Linked DNA regions of Cyprinus carpio: region 1 is linked to region 2. A link is a contact called in public Hi-C data. All regions are on one chromosome and are shown on one strand. Each heading gives the region's core, a stretch centred on a gene start, on an enhancer-like site or on the middle of the called end of the contact. The rest is flanking DNA. Distances are from core to core; before and after follow the strand shown. Region 1 overlaps LOC109089180 (lipoma-preferred partner homolog). Region 2 holds the start of LOC109110367 (U6 snRNA-associated Sm-like protein LSm2).

The links. Hi-C and Micro-C count contacts between places; a contact is called where the count stands out from the background.
Region 1: a contact with region 2 is called in a Hi-C map of skeletal muscle, with 2.7 times the contacts expected there. The contact joins the enhancer-like site here to the promoter of LOC109110367 in region 2. A contact is called at or near these places in 3 of 8 Hi-C or Micro-C datasets (liver and skeletal muscle).

The regions. Positions count from the first base shown.
Region 1 is chrB6:15,771,039-15,773,738 of ASM1834038v1, forward strand. The region is part of intron 5 of LOC109089180 (lipoma-preferred partner homolog); the gene reads left to right. Among protein-coding and RNA genes, the nearest start is that of LOC109089180, 110 kb to the left of the region's middle. Within about 2 kb of position 1,398, at least 1 of the 8 cell types and tissues checked has an H3K27ac peak or open chromatin away from gene starts, as enhancers often do. A contact at or near this core is called in skeletal muscle, where this site is marked.
Region 2 is chrB6:15,619,784-15,622,483 of ASM1834038v1, forward strand. It overlaps LOC109110367 (U6 snRNA-associated Sm-like protein LSm2), which reads left to right and starts at 1,286. Exons shown (of 5, transcript XM_019123426.2): 1 at 1,286-1,429; 2 at 1,878-1,945; 3 at 2,048-2,078; 4 at 2,165-2,224; 5 at 2,441-2,700. The coding sequence starts at 1,427. The coding sequence ends at 2,566. It overlaps LOC109110360 (phosphatidylinositol 3,4,5-trisphosphate 5-phosphatase 1-like), which reads left to right. Exons shown (of 28, transcript XM_042725853.1): 27 at 1-117; 28 at 304-693. The coding sequence ends at 356.

The DNA of each region.
Region 1 (2,700 bases), core at 148-2,647, 150 kb after region 2:
CAACGCTGCAGAAATTCCTGGTGGAATCAGAGTGATGAGGGGTCAAAAGGTCACATATCACATATTTGAGCCAAAAGCTCTGTTTTTATACAGAGCAAAACTGGCTTTGACCTCAGTTCCGCCAAACGCAGAGGCCATTGATACAGTAAGCTGAGAAAAAATTAATGTTGCTCTCAGCAAAGTGATGCTGGTTTGGCAACAAGTACTGCAAACACGCACATACACACTGAGAAATATGTACGCTCACATTTAAAGCACACCAACAGCTACACACACTGACAGGCGCACATTTTTAAAGGTCATGCACCTGCACACTTTTGAAGTGGCAGGTAAGTTTTTCCCTAAATAAAATATAGTCTAAGTGCAGATCTTTGTAAAAGTACTTTGTGAGAGCTACAAGTAACAGAAAGGTGTCTGAAAGCTTTTGTCATATAGACTTGAAAAATTTATATAGAAAGAGAAAACACAGTGTTAGAGAGAAAACAGCCTGAGTAGTTTCTGGTATCGGGGTTAAATCTCAGGAACAGCCTCAGTTGCTCTGATATGTGCCTGCTCACTTGGCCATTTATGACAGTGTTTGTCCATCAGAGCGTGGAATATGTGTGAAAACCAACAATTATGTAAAGATTTAGGTGTGTTCCCAGTGTTACCAGACATAATAAGAGATAAAAAAAAAAAATATGTTATTGTAAAAATATTGATTTTAAATAGCATTAGAATTATATGAAACTTGAGGTGTCTTAAAACGATTGGCTTTTCCAAATTGCAATGATGAGTAATTTTTTTTTTTTACATTTATTTTCTATTTCTATTTCTGTTCTATATGTATTTCTATATGTAATAAATGAACTGTCATTATATGGGATTTTTTTTGAAGAAGAAGATGCTCGAATCTGATCAAATCAGTTAACTCCCCCACAACATTTTTATATTTAATTAGTGTTAGTATTTTTATTATTTATTGTAGTAGAGGGTATGTTAACTGTACTCAACTCACAATTTACAGTATTGAGAAAATTACATATCAATAATGAACAAATATACATAATTGCTGTAAATTAATGCTGATTATTTTGGTTTTGTTGCAAAAATTGACTAATGGAAATCCTGTCATCTCAATTCATATTCCAATTCATAAATTCAAAGTGACCCTGTTATTAAATTCAAAATTTGAACAAACACGCACTCATTAGCTACATCCCAGCTAATGTTGCTTCTGGCTGATTAACTTTACTTGACCTTTTTTATTCATCCAGCACATCCACCAGGCATTTATTTTCCCCTCTGTCTATATTATATGAATTATTTGTTAGAGTGACTCTGGCCTTGTTTACTGTGCCAGGTTTTATAGCTGAGGCCACTGGCACAGCTGCTCTCTCTGTAATCTTCCACTTGTACAAGCAGAGAGTATCAGCGTCCTCAGTTTACAGCGCTCCCAAATCACAGAGCATTCTCTCAAAAATCAATAGGAGTGCTCTTCCCCTCATCCCTGCTTTGAGCTTTAAGGAAAGGGACTTTATCCCAGTGTTTGTTGAAACCTGTAGTTAAAGGACCTGCTTTGTGATCTTTGTTGACTCCTGTGTGTGAAATGGCAGCTGAATTTGTTTTGCTGCTTTGACTCAACCTGATGCTTTCCAATCTATCACAGCAGTCTCTTTGCTTTAGTTGGTGCTCTGTGGGTGTAACAAGATGTAATGAAATGTGATCATTATATAAACCCCATTTGCTTCCATCATTCATCTCTCCAGCCATACACCTGTCCCTGTAAACAGACTCACTTACACAAACACACACACTGTGGGATCCATCCAAGAGGCAATTCTGAGTTTGGCATAGATTAGCATAGATGTTTTCCCCTTCGCACCCACAGTGTTGAATCAGAAGTAATCTTTATGGGAATATAATGAATTGATCTCTAGGGAAGACATCTCATTTTACGATAGCTATTTTTACAAGAGAAAAATACATTACATTATGGCTCTTCACCACATGAATAATATTAAATAATGAAGTTATATTGGAAAATGAATCAAGGCATGGAAAGAGTATGTTAATAGATCTAAAAAAAAACAGTCAACAGCATTACTATCTATCTATCTATCTATCTATCTATCTATCTATCTATCTATCTATCTATCTATCTATCTATCTATCTTAGGGATGCAGGGATTAGGATTTTTTGGCCGATACCAATTTTAACAAACAACTATTGGCTGATACCGATATTGGTCAATTGCATAAAGCAGGGCTTAAAAACGAGAGAGAGAGAACAAAATATTTGTTCACTCTGAGCAGAATCAGTATTGCGGTCTGCGTTCCTCTGTGAAACTGGTTTGAGTAGAAAACATACTGGTTAATAATGTTATTTTTTCAACTTTTCTTTGCCAATAATAATAATAATGATAATGATAACAATAATAAAGTGCAGAATTTAATTTACTCAAAACGAGTATGAATGATCTCTCTTACTAATAGCCAATACAGCATAATCTTTTCTAGATTAACCAAAGACCAGATGTGTTGAACAAAATAAAAACTGTCAACACAATAAAAACATTAAATATTTTTTTTTTTCAAGATATTTAAAGTTCAGTCAAGGAGTTTATCAGGGCAAAAAAATATAAAGTCTTAGATAGCCCAAGTTAATGTCCAGATTTAAATCCGATTGAACATTAATTTCACCAGCTGAAGAGGAGAATA
Region 2 (2,700 bases), core at 36-2,535:
TGAAGTCTCGCCCTGGTCAGCCACAAGAGCCTCAGCCAAAGCCCAGAGACTACAGAGACAGCTCTGAGCTTCCATCCAAGTTACGGCAACAAACCAGACAAGGCCAACCCAAAGATGGTATGACAACCACAGTACATTCCTTCTTTGTGGAAAACAGTAGATCAGTGGTCTCGAAACTCTTCTGTCAAGTGACAGCGAGCTGCAAGGGCTGTGTGTAAACAGCTCTATTGATTATAATGCTTTGAAATAATATATATTTTAAATACCTTTGCCTTCTCATTCAATTCCAATGTCTTTCCTTAGGGCATCATGAGACACAACAGCCACAAGTGAAGATGGGTCGGCCATTAAAATGATTTCCTACTGATGTGTCATGGCAGGAGAGCTGTCAGCGCTGGCGTGAGCTTCTTATCTGATACTTGAGACTCTGTAGTACTGGGCAAAAGACATAAGCTTCTTTATCTTTGAGTACTAAAATTGATAAATGTATAAACAATAGCAAGACAGAGATCTTGGATATTAATTTTAAAATGAATGTTTTACAGTTTGAATGTCACTGCATATAGTCATACATAGAGCAATCATTTCTATCAGCCTCAGTTTAAACATTTCATGTTGCTTAAAACATTTTTTATTAAAGAGAGAAGAGTGAACAGTTGTAATCGTATAATAAAACCAAGTGTTGTACAGTCATTGATTTTTTATTTGTTGGTCTGTTAAAAATTCACTTTAGTTTGATATCAGTCAGTTTTACCATAGGCCACCAATAGTTGTTTTTAGAAATCCAAGCAGTGTATCATTTTTCAAAATTACACATTTTCCATGTTTCCCTCTTTCCATCGTGTTTTACAGTATATGGCATTGCAGAGCTTATATTGTAAATAACAAGGAACAAGTAGCCTATACAGTCTTGCTTCTTCGATTCAAATTAGACCAATATATAGCATGTCACCTATATCACCAAATTAATAAATAGGGACTAGTGCTGAAGAAAAAAGAACTACATGACTATCTTGTAAGGCTGCTCTAAGAAGTTTATGCAACCATGGGCGAAAGTTACGAATAATTTTGCCCGCGCTTTTTTATTATTTGCCTCCATCTGCTGGTGAAAGGGTGAATTACCAGAGCTTCTGCTATAAGACAAAGGGATGTAAGTTTGCTAGTAAAGCCGTGTGGACACAGTGAAAGTTCATTTTCTGGCATCATTTAATTATTATTAAAAAACAAACAAACAAACAAAAAAATAGATAAATAGACTATTTCCTATTCCGTATTTGTGAAGCATTCCCGTGATGCGTACAGTTGACATTCCTCCACCAATGGGAGCGTTACATCTTCATTCGTCTAGCCAATAGAAGCACGAAGTGAAGAACCCGGCAGCTCTTTTTGATGACGTATGTGATCTGAAGCACAAAACCTCGTGAAAATGGTAAGCGTTATTGTTTAGCAATAACAAACAGTGGTTTCCGTTAAAAATGTTGCAGCGACTAAATAAACCTGTTTGTAATATTTAAAATGTATTATTGTTTACTGCACACCGCTGTTGGTGAGGAATTAGTAATGGCAGCAGCCTGCTAACGGCTAGCTAACTTGTCCAATCGCAGACTATTTGTATTGTTGTTCTTTTCATTAAATTTTAAATAGACACCGGGCATTTTTAGTAATTTAGAGACACTGCAAACTGCTTTTGGTGTGTACATTTAGAGACACTGCAAACTGCTTTTGGTGTGTACAATTGGCGAAAGGGCTTCGCACAGTGTATAACGTTGCACTGTACGTTATTTCACATCTTAGCACATTTTCATATCGTTTGATCAACTTTTGTTTTTGAATCAGGCCTTAATTTAAATGTAACATTCAAACATTTAATTCCTTAGCTTTTCTACTCGTTCTTTAAGTCCTTGGTTGGCAAAGATGTTGTGGTGGAGCTTAAGAATGACTTGAGGTAAGGACTTTCCTTTTAATATATCACATACTTTAAAAATCTAGTATGTGCCCTGTGTAATTTATGTGGTAACTCATTACATTCTTAATGTCAATGTTGCAGCATTTGTGGAACATTACACTCGGTTGATCAGGTATGACTGCACATTACGCTTTATTGAAATATAAGCAAATATTGAGTGAATTTCAGTTTAGAATTAAACGTGTTCTCCCTTCACAGTATCTGAACATCAAACTGACCGATATCAGTGTCACTGATCCAGAGAAATATCCACACATGGTGAGAACTTCTTTGTTATAGATAAGGAAGTGTGCATACCATTTAAACCCCGATCACTCTATAGATTGATAAAGAGAAGTAAAACTTAAATAGCAGAAAAGAACACTTGTCTGGTCTGTGCCTAGAACCTCAGCCACTTGAGTCTGTCATGTATGAAATGTCATATTGAGTCTGAACTGTCTATGTATGACTTTTTATTATTGTTGTTTTTTTTAATTGTCTGTGAAGAACTGCTTTATCCGTGGATCTGTAGTGCGATATGTTCAGCTTCCTGCGGATGAAGTGGACACACAGCTGCTGCAGGATGCTGCGCGCAAAGAAGCTATGCAACAGAAACAATAATGTTTACATTTGAGAATAGTTTTTTTTTGTTGGACTGTTCACAATAATCCTCTGTGGAGCCTTGTAGATTAAATGTTTTTTTTTTTTTTTTCCGAATTTTGTAAAGTTTGTTTTTTCCCCCTAAATATTCATTT